Linked DNA regions of Mus musculus: regions 2, 3, 4 and 5 are each linked to region 1. Evidence: chromatin contacts called from public Hi-C and HiChIP or PLAC-seq data. All regions are on one chromosome and are shown on one strand. The core of a region is the stretch at or near the end of the contact, and the rest is flanking DNA. Distances in the headings are between cores, read along the strand shown.

Region 1 (3,564 bases), core at 331-2,830:
CGGATCATGGAGAAGTGCTCTGCGGCAGAGATGATCTCCCTCCGAGCCATAGCCACATCCTCCTTCCTGCCCGTCACAACAAAGACAGGCTCCTCCCCGCGAACTGGGGTCTTGATGTAAGTGTTGGTCTTCGCCCTCAAAGCTTTGATTTTACAACCTGGAAGCCAGGGTTCAAGGGAGGGAGTAGGAGAAATAGAGAAAGAGACACGCCCATTATCCCAGGATAACCGCGGAGACCCGGGACAGCCCGCGCCCAAGGCAGCTGGGCAGCAGAACACGCGACCAGAGAAAGGGGGCGTCTCCCTCGCTGACCCCGAACCGCGCTAGGAGCTGGACCGCCGGTTCTGTCCTCGAAACGCTCGAGGAATAAATAGCCCATTGGCTGCCTGGCCCTCCCCCGGTAACTGCAGTCGTCCCAAGCAAAGCGCAGAACCCCAGAAAAGTCATCTAGGGGGATGCTGCTGGTATCCAACTGAGCACACTGATTGCCTTGAAGACCAGGGGCTCCCGGGAAGCCGCGATCCCTAGACTCTGGAGGACTAGGGGTGGGGTTAAGAGAATGGCAGTCCTGGGACCCATTGTTCCTTCCCTGGACTCTATTCCATTCCGCTTTGCAGAAATCCCGAATCCTCATCCCTTCGGACGACCCCCCCCCATACTGCCCCCTCCCAAAGGACCACCAGAGGTCCCCTCCCCCAGTATATTATATTTTAAACATCTTTCCTAGAGTGGACTAAGTCTGGAGCACTAGAGGAAAAGGCAGTGATTTTAGCAGGAGAAAGTGCATCCCGCCGCGGCACTGGCGCCGCTGTGGAAGACAGCCTGCCTGCACTTTCTTTGTCTAGTGCGCCGGCCCATCGCGCGGCTCTTCCTCCCTCCCCAAGGCTCCCCCGCGCCACAGCTCCCGTTCCTGCACCCGCCCTCACAGTGAGGCGGTGGCGGAGATCCTACACACCCCTCCGGTCCCCATCCCTGCCGGACCCACCTTGCCTCCCTACGATCTCCGCGACGTGTTCGGAACTGGGTACCGGCACGCACTCGGTCATGTTCACGCTCTTCTTGCGCGGTTCGCTGTCGTACAAAGAGGCGCCCTCATCACTGTCCAGTCCCAACAGGGAGAGCTGATCGAGCGCAAGCTGCAGGGCTCTTTGGTCATCCAGAGTCTCTCCCCCGCCGCTGCCACCGCCGCCTCCCCCGCCGCCGCCTCCCCCGCCGCCGCCGCTGCCGTTGCGCTCCAGGTCTGCAAACAGCGAGCTGGGCATCGCTCCGCCGTGCGCGCCGCGCCCCAGCCGGCTCTCTGCTCGGCAGCTAGAAGGTGCAGCCACAAAGGCAGCCGGGAAGCCGGCAGTCAGGGGCGGGGAGGCCGGTCGGCTGCGGAGGGCTCCGTGGCTCGTTTTTCGGCGCTCGGAGGAGTGGGTCTCTGCGTGCAATCCGCACCGGGCAGTGGCTGCAAGAGCCCCCGCCTGGGTCCCCACCCCAGATCTGCTGGCGGTTGGGGTGGGGGCAGAGCTCGAGCGGCGGCCGCGCGTGCCCCCCGAGTGCCCGGCTGGCTGGCCACAATGCCGAGCGCAAAGCGAACAGGCGAGCGACAGCAGCGTTTCTTTAAGGAGCCCCTCCCCGGCTCCTCCACTCCCTCCCTCCCTCCCTCCCGCCCGCCCTCACTCAGCGCTTTTTCCTCCTCTCCTACCCGCCTCTTGACTGAGCCTCTGCAGCCAGACGGCTCCGGAGGGGGACGAGGGAGGCGCAACGTCACCGGCGGGAGCTGACACTACAATGCTACTGACACTATCGCTGGGGGAGGCGATTGGCGCGCGCCAGGCCGGGGGCGGGCGGAGGCCGGGGCTGAGAGAGCGGAGCCAGCGCCACCCCCATCGAGCTCGCCGCAGCCCGCCCCGGCCTCCTCCCGGCCGCGCCCCTCCCCCGCCGCCGCCGCGAACGCCTCTCTTTGTTGTCTAATGCGGGACCGGCTGGCTCGGGACATTTATATGTACCTATCAGCCGAGGACAACCACTGTCCTCAAGTCTCTTTCCTCTCCAGGTTGAGAAGAAAAGGCGCCCAACTGTGATGCCAGCCGCCAAGCTCCAAAGAGCGGTCCTTCTAAAGTCCCGTTACTGCCCCCAAATAAAGCATCCCTGGAGCCGACGCGACCACTAGGTGGACGGTATACTGTACAAGGTATCTGTACCACAGGGCGGCCCAACCCTGGGACGCGGAACCAAAGGCTCGAGATCCTGGGCCCCATTGGTATTGTGACTGCTGGGCGCGAGCTGCCCACCTGCGCGGGAGCGCACGCCACACAAAAGACACGCCCGCCCACACTGCCACTCGCGCGCGCGCTCACATTTCCGTCCCCTTGGGTAGCACTTTGCCCAAGTGGCCCTGAAAGAACGAATGCCAAAACCAGAAACCGGTTGCAGAAAGGGCCCGACCCGCACCGCTGCAGGTGACCTCTAGGGTCCCGCACATGCCTGGCGCGCGGACTGAGACCCCGCGGGCTCCCACACGCGCACGAGCGCCGCGCGCCCACTGCCGGGACGCCAGCCCTACACTGCCCGGGAACAGTGAGGGCGTGCGCGCCCGCCGCTCCCAGGCCCGCCCCTCCCTGCGGTCAGGCATGCGCAGTGCCTGAGAGGAGCCCAGAGCGCGCCGGCCCCGCCCTCCGCCCAGCCCGGCCCCGCCGGGAGGTGTGTGGTCGGGCCTGGCGCTCTTTGTGCGCTTCTCGGGTTGGGGGAGGCGGCGGAGGAAGGGTGCGACAGGACTAGCGGGCGGCCAAGGCGAACTGCGCCCCCTCCTGGCTTCTCCACCGATAGCCTCCGAGCGCAAGCGAAAAGAAAGGAGGTTTTGAGGGGCGGGCCGGGGCGGGGTTCGGGCCTCGGCGCATCTCCCTCCTGCGAGAGGAGGACGCCCCTTCCCTGCTCAAAGCGCATCCGCTTCTCCGTCCTTTGTTCCCGGAGCCCGCCTGTTTATCCGCGCCCCTGCGCCCTGCAGGCTAGTAGTCCAGGCTTTCCCTAATCCTGTTAAGGTCTGCCGGGAGAGACGCCTCCTGGTGATTCCGAGGCGACTTGTGTACACCGCAGACTGGTTTACTGGAGAACCCCTTCCCCGCTGGGGGCGACCCTGGGGACCTGGGGCAGATCTGAGGGACCCAGAAAAAAGGGATCACCCCGCACCTCGGCTTTTATCCACAATACCTCCCCTGCCCAATGCCTGGGTGGTTAAAAGTGACAATGGTTGGCAGTGCACTTGGGAGCGGACTGTTCTGCCAGCGCCTGCACTTCCAAGCGTGCGAAGGTGATCCCAAGCTCCAAACTCACCTGGAGCTGTCTCGGGGCAGAGGTGCTGATTATTTCCCTAGGGAAATGAGGCTGAGGTGCGGCTTTACTGTGGCTATTTCCTCAGGATGTTTACGTCAGCTTCCCCAAGCTGGCTGTGTTTTTCTTCAAAGAATCAGTTCTATAAGGGGCGGGAGTGGACGGGGTGGGGGTGGGGGTAAGAAAATGGTGGTGCAGAGAGAGTTCGCTGACCAGTAGAGAATTCCTGCTTATGAACTCGGAGTCAAATTG
Region 2 (3,564 bases), core at 653-3,152, 240 kb before region 1:
TTATCCTGACAGTCAACCAATGAATCATTTTAATAGCTGCAAAAGTTTATACTGTACTTCGAACACAGAACCAACATCTTGTCCAATGTTTCTAGCATGTTTACAAAAGTTAATTTTCAGGCTGGAAAGATAGCTCAGCAGCCAAGTGTGTGCTGTTCCTGGAGAGGACCTGAGTTCAGCTGGTTGCAACTGCAGTTCCTGGGAATCCCACAACTCTGACCTCAAGGAAACCTGCACACATGGATGACCCCCCCCCTCCACACACACACACACACACACACACACACACACACACACACACACATACACACACACAAAGATGTATAATTAAAATGCTGTTAATAAACTTTATTTCAGAACAGAACAAAATCAATAAATGCTAAGCATAGAGCCAGTACATCTTATATTCTTTTCTGATAATCTTAAAAACATCTCTTTACACTGAAGCTGGAAACTGTAACTTAGCCACAGAAATCCAAGCACTGAAGGATTCCAAAGCATCTTTTAGAGTCTAACATTGAGTGGACGATGAGGATCCTTCATATTAGATGAATTCTGCAGAATCCACTCACAGTCACTGGAGTGGGTCATGGTGAGGCTGCTGGGGAGAACAGGGATGCCCCCTCACGTCCACCCCCATCTGATGCTCCTCCTGTTGCCTCCCTCACATCTGGGTGTGGCTCCCAGAGTGGGAGGCCAAGCACACTGGCCCCTCAGTCTCTGAGGAAGCTGACCTTAAACGTCTTCTCCTTTACCAGGACCACCGCCAGATCACACGGGTAAGCTTGGCTTTTTAAATGTATTCTTTCGAAAATCTGCCAGGGCCAGAACTTTGCAGTAATCTTTTTATTTCCTGCCTTTTTGTCTTCCATTTCCTAAAGCTGTAGGCTTTAAAAGTCCAAGATGTGGACAGGCAGAACCCAGTGGGGACAGAATAAAAATAAATGTTCAATGCTATTTACCTAAAATGGTAATATAAAAATGTAATTTGTATTATTCAATGTGAATACAGTCTTGGTTTCAAAAGAAAAGCAAGTGGGTTTGGTGGATCACAAAACATATGAAAACTAGATCAACTCCAACAAGTTACATATAGGTGTGTGCACACATATACATATACATATATATATATATATATATATATATATATATATATGTATATATATATATATATACAAATAACAGTAATTATTCAAGAAGAGATTGTCAATTTGGGAGGGGAGGAGTTGGAGGGGCAGAGGGAGGAGCAGAAGTGTTTAGAAATAGTCCTCATCTATGAAGTCCTCAACCAATTAAAATTAGTCTGCTTTACAAATGTGAATATCTTATGTAGGAATACATAATTTGGAAAAAATACATTAATAACGTAATTCAGATCAAGCAAAAGTAACAAAGCTTGCTCCAAGCTGATAGTTATTTGTTAAAGTTGGGCATAGTGGCTACCTTGTGCAGCTCCTGCTACCTTTATTCTTCCTTTAAGTTTTTGTGCTATATTCACTTCTAAATTACTCTTTCCTTCCATCAAGACAGGGCAGTATACATTCAATCACATCAAAAATTGGTTCAACATTAGGAAATCCACTTCAAAATCTCCTTATATCACTAGAAAAGAAACAACTTCAAAGATACACTTTTGAAGAAAAAAAGTCCTAGTCATCCCAGAAAAAAAAAGATGTATTTTGTTAAAATAATAAAACATATTTCAATCTAGCAGCTAGCATGATTTTTATAAATTGAGGCAAACACTTACATAGGATTTATTAGTTATTGTTTTTCCATTTGGATATTTTTGTATGGGTAAGCATCATTTGTTTTTCCTGCCAAGCCCATAAGGAGTAAATTATTACTACCATTCTCATTTTATGTGTGATGGATCCAAGAGCAGAGAGGTTAAGCTAGAGTTCGCATAGCTCATCCGGGAGAGGGCTGGGATGGAGACCCACATGCTTCTAATCCCAAGCCTATCTCTCGGCCTCTGTGCCTTGGCACCTCTCTCATTGTGCTTTACCTGTGGGAAAATGCACAAAAATCTACCACCAGCATCAGGACCACACCCACTCTACCCCTGTGACTTCACAGCTATTCGGTGTTATTCTGAAAGCTCCAGTGATTAAGAAACATAATGAAGGAGAAACACACACACAAGAGAGAGAAAATGAATATACTGAGAAAGACAATGTGTGTTTTCCCATTATCTGAACACTGAAACTATTTCCTCTGAGAAATTCAAGATAATCAGTTGGAAAATTATTGGAATGAATTAGCCAATGTAGGAAAGCGAGTACACAAAAGAAAGCTGTCCTGTGCTTCAGAGATTTTCAGTTAGAGAGCATAATGAAAAATAGATTCCCTTAGGGACAGCAGGGAAAGACTCTGCAATGCCTAGGAACAAGGACGAAGGTAAACAGTACAACACTGTGTCTGAGCGAAGGGAAGCACGCATTTGAGTACACGAAAATAAAAATAAGACTATGAAAAATAAATCATACGGCAAGTCCCTGGAGGCAAACTTTCTGTTACAGCAATCTGGATTCCCCAGAATTAATTTGTAACAATGGTATGTTACTATTACAACCCCAGTACAGTGAACTGCCTGGTGTCTGCCTCCTCCTAGACCCAGTTGTAGCTCACACCTCCCAGGGGACAAACTTTGGGATGGGGGTGGGGGTGGGGGGCTGGAAGGAATTGAGGTGCATGACCTCATAGGGACAGGACTTTAAGCCAACAGGACAGTGGCTTATTTACACAGAGAAAGGCTTTCCTGTGAATCTTCCCTTCTCTCAATTCCCTGCCCTGCCTCTGCCTCTCCCACAGTGAGGCTGCAGGAGGCCCTGAATGAACATCCCTGACTGTGTTAGCTCCTTGACCCAAGACTTGTCATGTCCAGAGCTTTGAGAAAATCAATTTCTCAACTGCTTAAGTCACTCTGCCTGTGGTGTTTCATTCTGATAACCCCAACTCACTCATATGGCCCTGAAGATCTTTGTTAAGTATTTGGTAAAATTGTTCTTAAATTCATCTAAAAGACTAGAGGGTTAAGACATTTATTCTAAGGAAGGAAAAAAATCGTTATTTGTCATGTTTCATGGTAGTAATTTATTCAGGCAAGAATTACCAATGGAGTCTCAAGACAAGGAGGTGAGGATTTGACGTATAAAGGGGTAGTTATACAGTTTCTAAGAATGTCCCCACATGGTTCTTATTCATCATAGAAACACAATGATAACTTCATAGAAGGATGCCTGGCAGAGCCCACCTTCATTTGGGTGTGCCAATTAGCATTACTATCTGGCTGTGAGATGGACTAGTAGGTGACAGTACCTGCTATCAAGCCTGGTGTCTTAGAGTTTCTATTGTTGCCACGAAACACCATAAATTGAGGAGGAAAGGGTTTAATCCAGCTTATACTTCCAGAGCCTAGTCCATTACTGGAGAAAGTCAGGACAGGAACTAAAGCAAGGCTGGAACCTGGAGACAGGAGCTGACACAGAGGCTGTGGAGGGATGCTGCTTACTTGCTTGCTTACCCCTGCCTTCCTATAGAACTCAGGATCACCAGCCCAGG
Region 3 (3,564 bases), core at 733-3,232, 220 kb after region 1:
TTGGAGGACTTTGCCCTTGCTATATTTTTCCTAATGACTCCCAACACGCTAATAAAACTGTTAATGACCATTTCACTATTATTTCACCACTGGCAGAGATTCTCCTTATCCTCCTTTTACATGGGCTACACACTGACACTCAAACGGAAAGTAATTTGAAAAGACCTCAGAGCTCCGGATGTCTAACCAGAGCTAGAGAGCTTGATCCTGTCTTAGAGTCACACAGGAATGGTGAGGTCTGTGACAGGACCCTGCCTGTGTCTCCCTCGCCTTTAAAATGATACGGAGCTTTGGCTTCAACAGGACTCTAAATGCTGAGCTGCTGCTATGAGAAGAAAGAGTTTCAAATGAAGAGTAGTCTCAGGATAAAGCAGACAGCTGAACCCCACCTTAGACACACGCGCTTCCTTCTGCCTGTCTCCACACCTCCATTTGTACTGCTTGCCCCCCCCTATCACCCACAGCCCCTCAAGGGGCACGTCTAACAATTCTTTTTAACCACTTTGCTACCCAATCCTCCAGGTCTCAAAACTCTCACCCACCCCACCCCCAGCCCATCTCACCACGAAGCCCCGATTCCTCCCTAAAGCTTCTCTGGCTGGACAGGTTGGCCTCATAAATGTCTAGGGCCTGACAAATCTAAAAAAGCACTGCCAACTTAGCAAATGCTCAGTATAGGATGAATTAAATAGAATTTATAGAAGATATATTCTACCAAGACCACAGACATTTTACCATCTCAAGAAACTTTTCCATATTTTAACAAAAATCCAAATTCAAAAGCATTGTATGACATACTGGGCAGACCACCAATCACCCGTTAATCCATTTATTTCAAACGTTCTACAGCATGCTTCTCTGACATGGCACAACACACAACTCCTTAGCAAGCATCACTCTCACCGCTCCAATGAAACAGAGACATTTCCTCTTTGTTAATAAAACCCAATTCTAAAAGCCTTACCGTGGTCAACATGAGCCAGAACACAGATATTCCTAATGTTGGCAGTGTTCTTCTGAAGTCGAATCATCTTATCAACACCACTGAGCACCATGGTTATTTCCTGGGACTAAACATTAAATGCAAATTAAAAATGGTACAAAATCTAGTGGGGGTGGGGGTGGGGGTGGTGTGCACAACAGCGAAAACCAAATGGACAAACTGAGAGGGAGATGCTGATGCTGACAAGTCGCCTCAGATTCCTTAACTGAGAACCCAATGAATGTTTAGCCACATCTATTTCCTTCTGGCCCTGAGGGGATATAGTCCTTTAGGCCCATGTTCCATGGTAAAGTCCACACATCCTGCTGACAGTACTTGTGGGGTGAGCTGGGAGTTTCCGGATCTGCCATGCGATGAATCACGCAGTTGGGAGCCAGGTGCAGAGGCGCCCGGCTAAGTCACACTCACACTCACATACATACATACATACATACATACACACACACACACACACACACACACACACACACACACCAGAGACAGACAGTCAGTCTCTCTCTCTCTCTCTCTCTCTCTCTCACACACACACACACACACACACACACACACACACCCTTCCCTACTTCAGTCCCTCCAAAAGTCTGCCTTTCTGTCAAGCTTGCTGGCTTTTATCAGACATGAGAACTTCGGCCCTGTGACTGCACTGAGTGTCCTTAAAAGTTTTTGGATCACGTGCCTAGGAACACACCAGGTGCACGACACACCTTCTACCCCTCTCTCCAATTAAAAGAAGCAAATCGAGGTCTGCATGCCCTTCCTCCTCTTGGGTTCCTGGAGTCGCTGCCGCTGAGAGTACCGGGTCCCTATAAAGTGCAGCCGCTCGGGACACTCCTCGCCCAGCCCAATCGACATGACCCCCCCGGGTCTCCGTCACCGTCTGGTCGCCGGCGTCCCTAGCAAGTCCCCCCACTCACCAGCTCCACGCCGCACCTCACCCACGCACCTAAGACTCCAGGGGTAGCTCAGACCGGAAGTCGCAGGAGCCTGGGGGCGGGGCCTGTGGGCCTGTGACCTCTGACCCGCGCGCATCTAGAACATCACCGGAAGCCACGTCGTTTCCCTTCAACTTGGAGTTCCGCGGTCGCCTTGACGACGGCGGACGCTGTAGCTGCTCTGAAGTGTGCCAGCCTAAGCCTGCGGAGGGGGACGCTGGAGCGCAGAGCATGAGGAACTGGTGTCTGTGCCAGATTTGCACCTGCGGGTAAGAAACGTCCGCCCGGTGTGGCGTCCGCAGAGCCGCGAGCCCCGCCGCGCACACCCCCTAAGGACTCCCTTGCCTGAACCGGAGGAGACCCCTACTCCACCCCCACCCCCCACCCCCCACCCCCGACCTTATGCTCTGCTAAATGCTGCCCATTTCCTCTGCTTGGCTAGCTCCTGGGCAAAACTTATTTTCTTTGCATTCCCTGAGGCTTCCCATCCAGAGATTTAAGCTAAAATACAGTTCAGATCAGCTAAGTAGTATGAGCAAATATGGCTGGTAAGTGATGGAGTCACCCACCGATTCTATTGGTTAACTTAAAAGAACAGTATCCATGGTATTTCGTTTGCCACCCAGAACCTTCCATCCTCTAAACTCTATTTTTATTCCTGCCAAGGCAACATTTTCCTGAGGCCTTTCTGACAGACAAAAATGGCAATAGTCCTCACCGTAAACCTCAGGTTTGGTTTGTAAGTCCTGCCTAACAACTTTACATCACCAGTAAACACATTCTTCTCTATCCTCAAGCTTACTGTTTACCCAGGGGTTAGATCACCTTTGATAAGTGAATAAGAGTAACTGAGTAACGCCAAGCCCTTTGTACTTGTAATCCCCTTCTAAGGGCAACCAGCTACAACACATATTGATTGAGAGCAGTTTCTCAGCCCCTTTTGTAATAAACATTGTTTGTATGTTTGAACAGATGCAAACATAACTTTTAAGGCTTGAATCTGCAAAATCTTGTATGTAAGAAAAAAAATGTATTTGAATCTGAATTTATCTACAAACTAAGTTATTTTCCCATCCACCCATCAGGAAATTCATTATATTAGGGACTTTACATTCTTCAAGAATAATATCACCATCCACAGAGCTGGGGGGACTGCCAATGTAAGAGGAATCCCCTTTAGGCTTTGAAGCATGGCTAATAACTTCTGCCGAAATGTCCCTTGCAAACACTTAGTTGCAGCGAGAGCACTGCCTTAGCTGCTTTCAGTTTTATAACTGAGGTACAAGAATCTTTGACAAAATGGGTAGTTACTATGACATACATAGTTCCACTCAGCCAATGGTTTTTAAACTTTGGCTACCTTCATGAGTCATTGTCTCAAAACGGGGCAAAGATTCTTCACCATCATCCCTCCCCATACCACCTCTCATCTTTTGCCTCCTTTCCTGTTGGAAGGAAAGATGGAAGATCTGTCCATATTCATTTGTTGTTGAAGACTATCTGTTAGGTACATTTGCACCACTGTGGTAGCACTGTGGTAAAAACAGCGAAGGAGAGGAGGTCTGTTTGGGCATACAGTTTGAGAGGGTGCAGTCCCTGGCAGTCAAACATGGTGGGGTTCTTGTTCAT
Region 4 (3,564 bases), core at 601-3,100, 200 kb after region 1:
GCATTGAACTTCTGACCTTGTCTCCATCTCCTGAGTGCTGAGATTTACAGGCAGACGCACAGGAGCAACAGCACGTGTGTTGTAGATTGGACCCAAGGCTTTCTGTGAGGCTGAAAGCACTCTGCCGGCAAAGCTACATTTCCAACCCCTCCTGATGACTTATTTGTAGGGGAATTATAAGTGAAAAGTTTTGTCAGTGTGCCAAATGATCTTTCCAATCTGTAACAGAACCTTCTACCTCAGCTCTCTGATGCTGATGGGGGAGGGTGATAGCAACTTTCCAGTTTGTAACAGGGATCCCTGATGTAGCACTTGGGGACAGAAATTTCTCTGCCTTCTTTCCTAGGCATTCTCGTTGTAGGCCAAGCAACAAATTAAAATAACAAAATCTTTTTTCTTATGTGCCTGGCCACTGAGAAAAAAGTCCATCTGAAATTCTTTATGGTAGAAATCTCTCGATTCCTGCTAATGGGGTTATGGGAAACACTCTGCCATACCCTTCACTTTAGGGTGGTTTGAGGAAACTGTCTGAACCAAGTTGTCTCCAGTACCTGGCTAAAGGCTGCTCTGTGGACTAAGTAGTCCTCTTCCAAAACATGGCAGGTGACCATAGATGCTCATGAAAGCTCAGGAGAAAACGTCCCTCAGCAAGAGAAAAATTCACCTTTCAGGTAGAGATCTGAACTTCATGGAAGCACCTTGTTTATATTTCAGTGTATTAGAAAAGGAAGACTGAATCTAACTGACCAAAAGTAGCAGCAACACAAGCAGAAACTGAGTTATCTGACGCACACTTCTGAAGACAGAAGAGTCACAACTATATACATAAATTACGCAGCCCCTGCAGAGTGCCTGACTACAGGTCTTCCTCCATATTACCCCTGTCTGTGTTTTAAATCAATGTGAAAGGCTAGGTTATACAAGTAATAGAGTGCCCTCTGTAGTCTGAGTCTGGCGGATCTCTTAAGGGCGCATCCTTAGCTTGGATAGGAGATAGCAGAAGCCTTCCGAGGTGGGGCCCAGTGGTAAGTCTTAGGTCACCCAGTGCCCTCCAAGGGGCGAGCAGGACTCTAGTCTCTTCCTTTCTCTCTCACTTCCTAGTGAGATATTTCCTCTGCTACACGGTCCATCTACAGTATGCTATCTCAACCACAGGCAAACAAGCCTGGGCCAAAACCTCCACATTCCTGAGCCAAAATAAACCTTTCTTCTTTATGTGAATTATTTCAGGTATTTGGTAACTACAACAGAATGCAAATACAGCTTATTTGGTAGATTATAAGGCATAAGACACACTATCTTCTATCTGTGGAATACTGTATTAAATATGTTTATATATAGTATAAATGTCTTAAATATAGGAATGGTTTTCCCAATTTGTAACAGAAATCTTCAAGTAGTGTTTGAAACACATCCCTGCTGCTGCACTCAGGGTCAGTAAGTTCTATGCCCTTTTTTCTCAGGCATTCTGGAGTGGGAAGATGGAGCAAGACAATGGGGGTCATCCTCATGAGCAGCTCACCATAAGAGGAATGGTGTAGACTCAGAGTCTCAAATGAGGGTTTGGTAGGAAGAGATTAATGACTTAGGAGTAATGAACAAAGTAGGCTTTCCTCTGGCTGCAACCCATCCAAAAGCTTTCTCTGGATCTGCCTCCAACCTGAAACAAACTGGACCATGCAATGCTGCCCATGGTTTACTTCATTCACTTTCTTTCTTTTTGTTTTGTTTTTTGGTTTTTTTTTTCAGTATAATTTCAGTCCACACCAGCTATCAGGACTGTGGCCACATCCTGGACTTTCACATCATAGAGAACAGCCCTCCCTTTGTTGGTCTGTTGTGGCTGTAGTAAACAGAGCAGCTGTACTTCCACACTACCATGAGTCATTACTTGCTGATGACTCAACTCTGCTACACCACCCTGGAAGGGGAGTCGGACATTAATGTCCAATCCTCTTGCAAACGTCACCTTGCCAGTGTGTGCCATTATTGTAACATGCTGGGCCTATCAGAGTAGTTGAGAGAATAATCGTAGTAGGAAACCTGGGCCAGAGAGAAGAATGCAGCAAGAACTCAAGTTGAAAAGAACTGTGTACATACATAATTGTGTTTAGAGGCCAAAGCTGGAGGAAGATAGACACAGATGGAAAGATGCTAAGTGGGGCCTGAATCCAGAACACATGTCTTTTCTAAAGACAGAAGACAGGCAAAGATGTCATAGTTACAGTTTAAGGGACGGTGGCAGACAGCTAAGACTTCTTTTCTGCAAGAAAGAAAACAGCAATGTCTGCTGAGTCTGGAAAGGGGTTTGAGGGGTATGTCAAAGACTGCCAAGAGGTTTCAAATAGCTGTTGGGGAGAATGAGCAAAACCTCGTCCATAGGAAAGCAGTGGAAAGCTGGCCTATATAAGGCTGAAGAGGGAGAAGTGTAGGGAACGAACTTCATCAGGATGGAGTTTTGCTGGAGGAAGTGCTAGAGGGTCAAGGAAGCATAAACAATGTTGGACGAAGATGTTGGGAAAACAGATGGTCAAGGGACATCCCTGTGCTGTAGAAGGCACAGATCAAGTAAAGGAGGCTAATGGGGCCCAGAAAGCTCAGACTCTTATGAAATAAAGAGGTGGTATTTCAGCATGTGGGCAGAAGAGCAGGGGAAAGCAAAGCCAGTAAAGAAGGGCGCAGTGAAATCTGACTGTTCTTACTACTGACTGAGTTCTTACTACCGTTTTTACTCCTCAGCTGGTCACGTGTGGAACTTTCTGTTGTTCCCAAGATGAGATCTATGTAATCCAGGCTACTCTCAGAATCAGAGGCCGAAACAATCCTCCTTATAGATGCCTGAGTAGGTGGGAGAAGTGCATGATCCTACCAGGCTCAACAGCAAGTATTTAAATTTGAAATGCTAAATAGCATAGTTACTGAAAGGTCAACCCATAAGAGAAGTCATTTTAGGGATGGTAAAAGCTATGTTGGAGAGTTGGGAACAAGCAAAACAAACAAACAAACAAACAAAAACAAAACAAAACCTTATTCTAAGTATACCATTTTGTTTTCAGAAACTAAATCCAAGGTCCCAGGCACTAAGTCGGCTGAGGACTTCCCTACAGCAGAACAGCTTCTGTTGTAAACAGTTGTCTGAGTCCAAACATCTCAGGGACAACTTATGAGGAGACAGTTGTGAGTCCAAACATCTCAGGGACAACTTCCTCATCTTGATGGCAGAGCCAAAGAAGTTGGTCATGTTCCCAAGCCTACGAATGAACAACTATCCCACTTCTCCAAATGTTTTAACTGTCCGTTAATTGGTAAAGAATATAGAAAGTGCTGTTATCTAAACCAAGGTGCATAAGTTATAAAAATATATAACTAATTGCCTGTTATGCCCACTACAAGCAGCTGACTCATTCATTCCTTTGTCCCCGTATGACTCTGAACTCCTAATGTCTAGGAGAATGATTTAAGCCAGGTGGCCCGGAGATGGCCCAGTCTCCAACGGGTACTCCCTAGCTTCACCCATAACGTCAGCTCCTCCTTGCTCTGTATTCCTATTCTTTGCAATAAAAC
Region 5 (3,564 bases), core at 555-3,054, 180 kb after region 1:
ATTAAAAATCACCATCTTAAGAAAAAGAAATTTAATTTTAGCTTTGGTTAAAAAAAGAAATATAATTTTATTAAATACTAAAGCCCAAGTTCATGGCATGGCACAGAATCACCATTAAGTTGATATTGGTACTGTACCCCCATAGTCTTGGAACTCAGTAGACTGCCAAGTTTGAGGCTAGGAGGTTGTTTGCTTGTTTGTTGTTTGTTTGTTGTTTGTTTTGGACAACTTAATACAAGCCAGGGTCATCTGTGAAGAGGAAATCCCAATTAAGAAAATGCCTGTAGGTGAGTCTCTGAACACCTTCTTGATTGTAACTGATAGTGCTACCTCTGGGATGGTGGTCTTGGGTTGTATAAGAAAGGCTAAAGCAAGCCAGGAGAAGCAAGCCACTAAGCAGAGTTCCACCTGGCTTCCACTTTAATTTCTGCCTCTAGGTTCCTGCCATGAGCCCATGCTCTGAGTCCTTCGATAATGAACTGTGGCACACTCTTATAAGCCACGGAATTCTTTCATCCTGCAGGGGCTTGGTCACAGTGTTTATCATAGCAATAGAGAGGAAACTAAGACACTTGAGCTGTAAGATTTTTTTTCCTAGAATAAGTAAATAAGTAAATGTAAACCAGACAAAAATAATAGGCATTTATAGTGATCAATTAGTATAAAATGAATCAAAGCCTGCTATTTAGGTGCCCACTGATTAATACCTACTGTGTCCTGCCCTGGTACAGGCATTGGGATGCTAGAAGAGGGAACAAAGCAGGCAAAGAGAAATCCATAGCCGTCACTTAAGTGTCTGTTAGACATCCAGTATTTATACAGAACAAAGAGGAATTGTTTGCATGGAAGTAGGGCTCTGTGGGTGGTGAGTTAGCTAGGTTACAGATAACCAACCACCTCCTAAACAGAGGGTAGCCACCAACACTAGGGACCAGAGGTGAGAATGTTGACTAGAGATGAAGGTCATGTTGGCACATAGATGAGAAAGGAAGAGACAGCAAAGGAAGTTCAGCTGGCTTCAGGCTGCCATGCACAGCTGCCATGCTCTGGCATGCTCTGATGCTGGTGGGAGAGTAAGGTGGCAGGGAAGCTTGCTGCAGTCAGTGCCATGACAACCATCTATAGGCTAGCACAGGTAACAGAAGCTTGCTGCAGTCAGTGCCATGACAACCATGCTATAGGCTAACACAGGTCACAGAGAGCAGGTGACGCAAAAGAAAAGGGGTATCTACCTGTCTGTCTACTAAAAGCTGGTTCTCAAGGACACAGAGCCACAAAAAGACCAGGGACAGCAGGGCAAGTCTTCCTGGAAAACCCCAATTTCTAATGAACTACCATTCAGAACAGCAAAAGCAAAGGCACAGAACATACAAAGGGACAAAGGCTAGAGCTGCCTACTCAGAGTTAGTGGGGTGCTGATGTGTCCTAGGATCCTGGAAGGCAGGCTCTACAGAGTGCCGTGGAAGACATAAGCTTTTAAGCCAGGCAGCTGCATTCAAACTCTTGTGCAATTCCTCTGGCTATGTTAGCATTCTGTCTAGGCCCCGCCCACTTGCCTCCTCCTCTCTCTAGCCTTCTGGCTCTAGCTCTGCTCTGTCTTCTCCCTCCTGCTCCTCCTCTCTCTGCATTCCCTTCCTCCTTCTCTCTCCACGTGCTCATGGCTGGCCTCAACTCCTCTCTCCCTCTCTGCCTTTCTCTGTCTCTACCACCCTCTCAACTCCCCTCCCCATGCCCCGAATAAACTCTAGTCTATACTACACCAGTGTGTGGCTGGACCCTCAGGAGGAAGGGATGCCTCAGCATGGGCTGCCCAGAGGCAACCCCTTCCCTCACACCTTATTGCAGCTCCACCAAACATATTCCTCTTCTCTTTATTTTTATAAAACACAACAGGCTATGTGACTGTTTTGTTTGTTTGTTTGTTTGTTTTCCTTAAGGCTATAACTTCCTCAGAAGTCAAACTGAAAGAAGAGCTGCTGTTGGATCTAAGTGGTGTTGCAGGAATATCCTAAGAGCTTAATGAACTGAAACCAATTGCTTATTCATGGTGGTGGAGTTAAAGCTTGACCTCTGAAGTGGTTTACCAGGTCTGTGCCTCAGAGATGAAGAGACCAGCAGAAGAGAAGAGAAATCCCTGACACAATCCCATAGAGAATACAGAGACATCATCTCCAACCAAGGAGGGAGCTGGGAAATGAGAGCAAAGATCCAGCATCCAGCAGGTGCCGGGCATGTCTTTCTCCATTTTCTCCTCACCATCTGTCATTATGTAGTGGTTGCTAATCTACACCAAAGGACAAGAATATTCTGCTGGCCCTGGCTTAGTATATCTACTATAGCAGAGATGGGAATGAGATCATATCACCCCCCAATGGTAGATGTCTTCACTCAAAGGCAGTACAACATATATGAAAAACCGCACCCACAAGATAGAAAAGAATGAGGTAGGGATGGCGACTTAACTCGGGAATATCTGAAAACACTGTATGGTGTTTTCACACATGAAGTATTAAATGTAATGGTAATTATGAAGTATAGTAATTTCATAATGAGTATTAAAATGGAGTGAGAAGACAAAGTAAATCAGTAAAACAATTTTACAGAGAATTGATTGCTCCACCAAAACATATGAATATATGAAGACTATTAAAAAAAATACTCAGAAGACAAAACAAAGTAGTATAGGAAAAGTTACCATTATTATCTATAAAAAGATGAAGGATGAGTCACAGAGGAATTTTAAGTGGTACATAAATGTACTTGAGGCCTGGGGAGTGCCCTTCAACTCTTCAGCATGCTCTAGAGTCTGAAATACCTTCAGTGGCCACACATCACATCTGCCACTGTACAGAGCACTGAAGTCTCACCTGGCAAGGGTCAGAACACACAGCCACACACCAACTTCAGCTACTCGCTCACCTGCCTCCAGGTTCCTATCTTCCTCCTCTGCCCACTCACTGTCCACACTTTCCCTCCTCAGGGGACATTCATTCCTCATCCACACTCATTCACTCCTTCATTTCTCTTCAGAACAACAATTCTTACGATCAAATCACTATGAGAAAGCTAAAACAAAAAACCCCAAACCACGTACACAATCTCTCTCTTAAAGAATGAGCAGAGTCTTACAGAAAAGGAAAAAGAAGACTGTAAGATGAGGCACAGCATGAAGGACATAATGTGTCTTAGTGTCTGTCCTCTTGAACCATCTGCCCCATCTGAACCCCAAAGTCTAAATAGAAGGGGAGGCAGGCACCCTGGGAAGGAGAAGAACACATGGAGAGTACATAGGTTCTCTGAACTTTCTGAAATCCTCTCCACAACCTCTGCAGACACACGCTGTACAGAGAACTGATGACCAGACATGCCGTCTGCACTGAGGCAGACATACCTAGAGACAGGGTTGGCTTAGACCACACCATACCTGCCATATTCAGTGCAAGGCAACTGTCATTACTGTCATTACTACAGCTACACTGATATCAGTTCAATAGTCAAGAGTTAGTTTCAATAGCTTTCGATAGATATAAAAGGCAGGTGATAAACAGATTCTACGTAAGCCCA

What was found. A called contact is a pair of places that touch in the nucleus more often than the background predicts. HiChIP or PLAC-seq counts read pairs in DNA pulled down with a chosen protein or histone mark.
Region 2: a contact with region 1 is called in a Hi-C map of uterus, with 5 times the contacts expected there. The contact joins the enhancer-like site here to the promoter of Mex3b in region 1. A contact is called at or near these places in 14 of 39 promoter capture datasets (the 3T3-L1 cell line, 3T3-L1-derived adipocytes, the HPC-7 cell line and 10 more), 8 of 484 Hi-C or Micro-C datasets (CD4 T cells, large pre-B cells, olfactory sensory neurons and 1 more), 22 of 115 datasets of contacts at active chromatin or transcription factors (the 230-238 cell line, SST interneurons, VIP interneurons and 17 more) and 3 of 9 other capture datasets (adipose tissue, liver and pancreatic islet).
Region 3: a contact with region 1 is called in an H3K4me3 HiChIP or PLAC-seq map of embryonic stem cells, with 23 read pairs. The contact joins the promoter of Efl1 here to the promoter of Mex3b in region 1. A contact is called at or near these places in 7 of 39 promoter capture datasets (the 3T3-L1 cell line, the HPC-7 cell line, hematopoietic stem and progenitor cells and 3 more), 16 of 484 Hi-C or Micro-C datasets (CD4 T cells, CD8 T cells, the N1E-115 cell line and 9 more), 9 of 115 datasets of contacts at active chromatin or transcription factors (the SCID.adh cell line, astrocytes, bone marrow-derived macrophages and 5 more) and 2 of 9 other capture datasets (adipose tissue and liver).
Region 4: an HNF4G HiChIP or PLAC-seq map of pancreatic cancer cells shows a contact between it and region 1. The contact joins the enhancer-like site here to the promoter of Mex3b in region 1. A contact is called at or near these places in 7 of 39 promoter capture datasets (the HPC-7 cell line, embryonic stem cells, frontonasal cranial neural crest and 4 more), 5 of 484 Hi-C or Micro-C datasets (CD8 T cells, the N1E-115 cell line, embryonic stem cells and 2 more), 9 of 115 datasets of contacts at active chromatin or transcription factors (the SCID.adh cell line, astrocytes, bone marrow-derived macrophages and 5 more) and 2 of 9 other capture datasets (adipose tissue and liver).
Region 5: a contact with region 1 is called in an H3K27ac HiChIP or PLAC-seq map of acute myeloid leukemia, with 4 times the contacts expected there. The contact joins the enhancer-like site here to the promoter of Mex3b in region 1. A contact is called at or near these places in 9 of 39 promoter capture datasets (the 3T3-L1 cell line, the C10 cell line, the HPC-7 cell line and 6 more), 3 of 484 Hi-C or Micro-C datasets (the C10 cell line, embryonic stem cells and palatal mesenchyme), 18 of 115 datasets of contacts at active chromatin or transcription factors (the 230-238 cell line, the SCID.adh cell line, acute myeloid leukemia and 12 more) and 1 of 9 other capture datasets (embryonic stem cells).

Annotation. Positions count from the first base shown.
Region 1 is chr7:82,865,349-82,868,912 of GRCm38.p6, reverse strand. It overlaps Mex3b (mex3 RNA binding family member B), which reads right to left and starts at 1,580. Exons shown (of 2, transcript NM_175366.3): 1 at 986-1,580; 2 at 1-157. The coding sequence starts at 1,262. It overlaps Gm36584 (a long non-coding RNA gene), which reads left to right and starts at 1,617. Exons shown (of 5, transcript XR_003946820.1): 1 at 1,617-3,371.
Region 2 is chr7:83,110,444-83,114,007 of GRCm38.p6, reverse strand. No RefSeq gene overlaps it. Among named protein-coding and RNA genes, the nearest start is that of A530021J07Rik, 36 kb to the left of the region's middle. Within about 2 kb of position 1,902, at least 4 of the 459 cell types and tissues checked have an H3K27ac peak or open chromatin away from gene starts, as enhancers often do. A contact at or near this core is called in uterus, where this site is marked.
Region 3 is chr7:82,647,032-82,650,595 of GRCm38.p6, reverse strand. Efl1 (elongation factor like GTPase 1) reads right to left here and starts at 1,982. Exons shown (of 20, transcript NM_175317.3): 1 at 1,918-1,982; 2 at 965-1,070. The coding sequence starts at 1,055. Saxo2 (stabilizer of axonemal microtubules 2) reads left to right here and starts at 2,068. Exons shown (of 3, transcript NM_177894.4): 1 at 2,068-2,204. The coding sequence starts at 2,167.
Region 4 is chr7:82,663,132-82,666,695 of GRCm38.p6, reverse strand. The region is part of intron 4 of Efl1 (elongation factor like GTPase 1); the gene reads right to left. Among named protein-coding and RNA genes, the nearest start is that of Efl1, 16 kb to the right of the region's middle. Within about 2 kb of position 1,850, at least 71 of the 459 cell types and tissues checked have an H3K27ac peak or open chromatin away from gene starts, as enhancers often do. A contact at or near this core is called in pancreatic cancer cells, where this site is marked.
Region 5 is chr7:82,686,906-82,690,469 of GRCm38.p6, reverse strand. The region is part of intron 12 of Efl1 (elongation factor like GTPase 1); the gene reads right to left. Among named protein-coding and RNA genes, the nearest start is that of Efl1, 40 kb to the right of the region's middle. Within about 2 kb of position 1,804, at least 64 of the 459 cell types and tissues checked have an H3K27ac peak or open chromatin away from gene starts, as enhancers often do. A contact at or near this core is called in acute myeloid leukemia and hippocampal neurons, where this site is marked.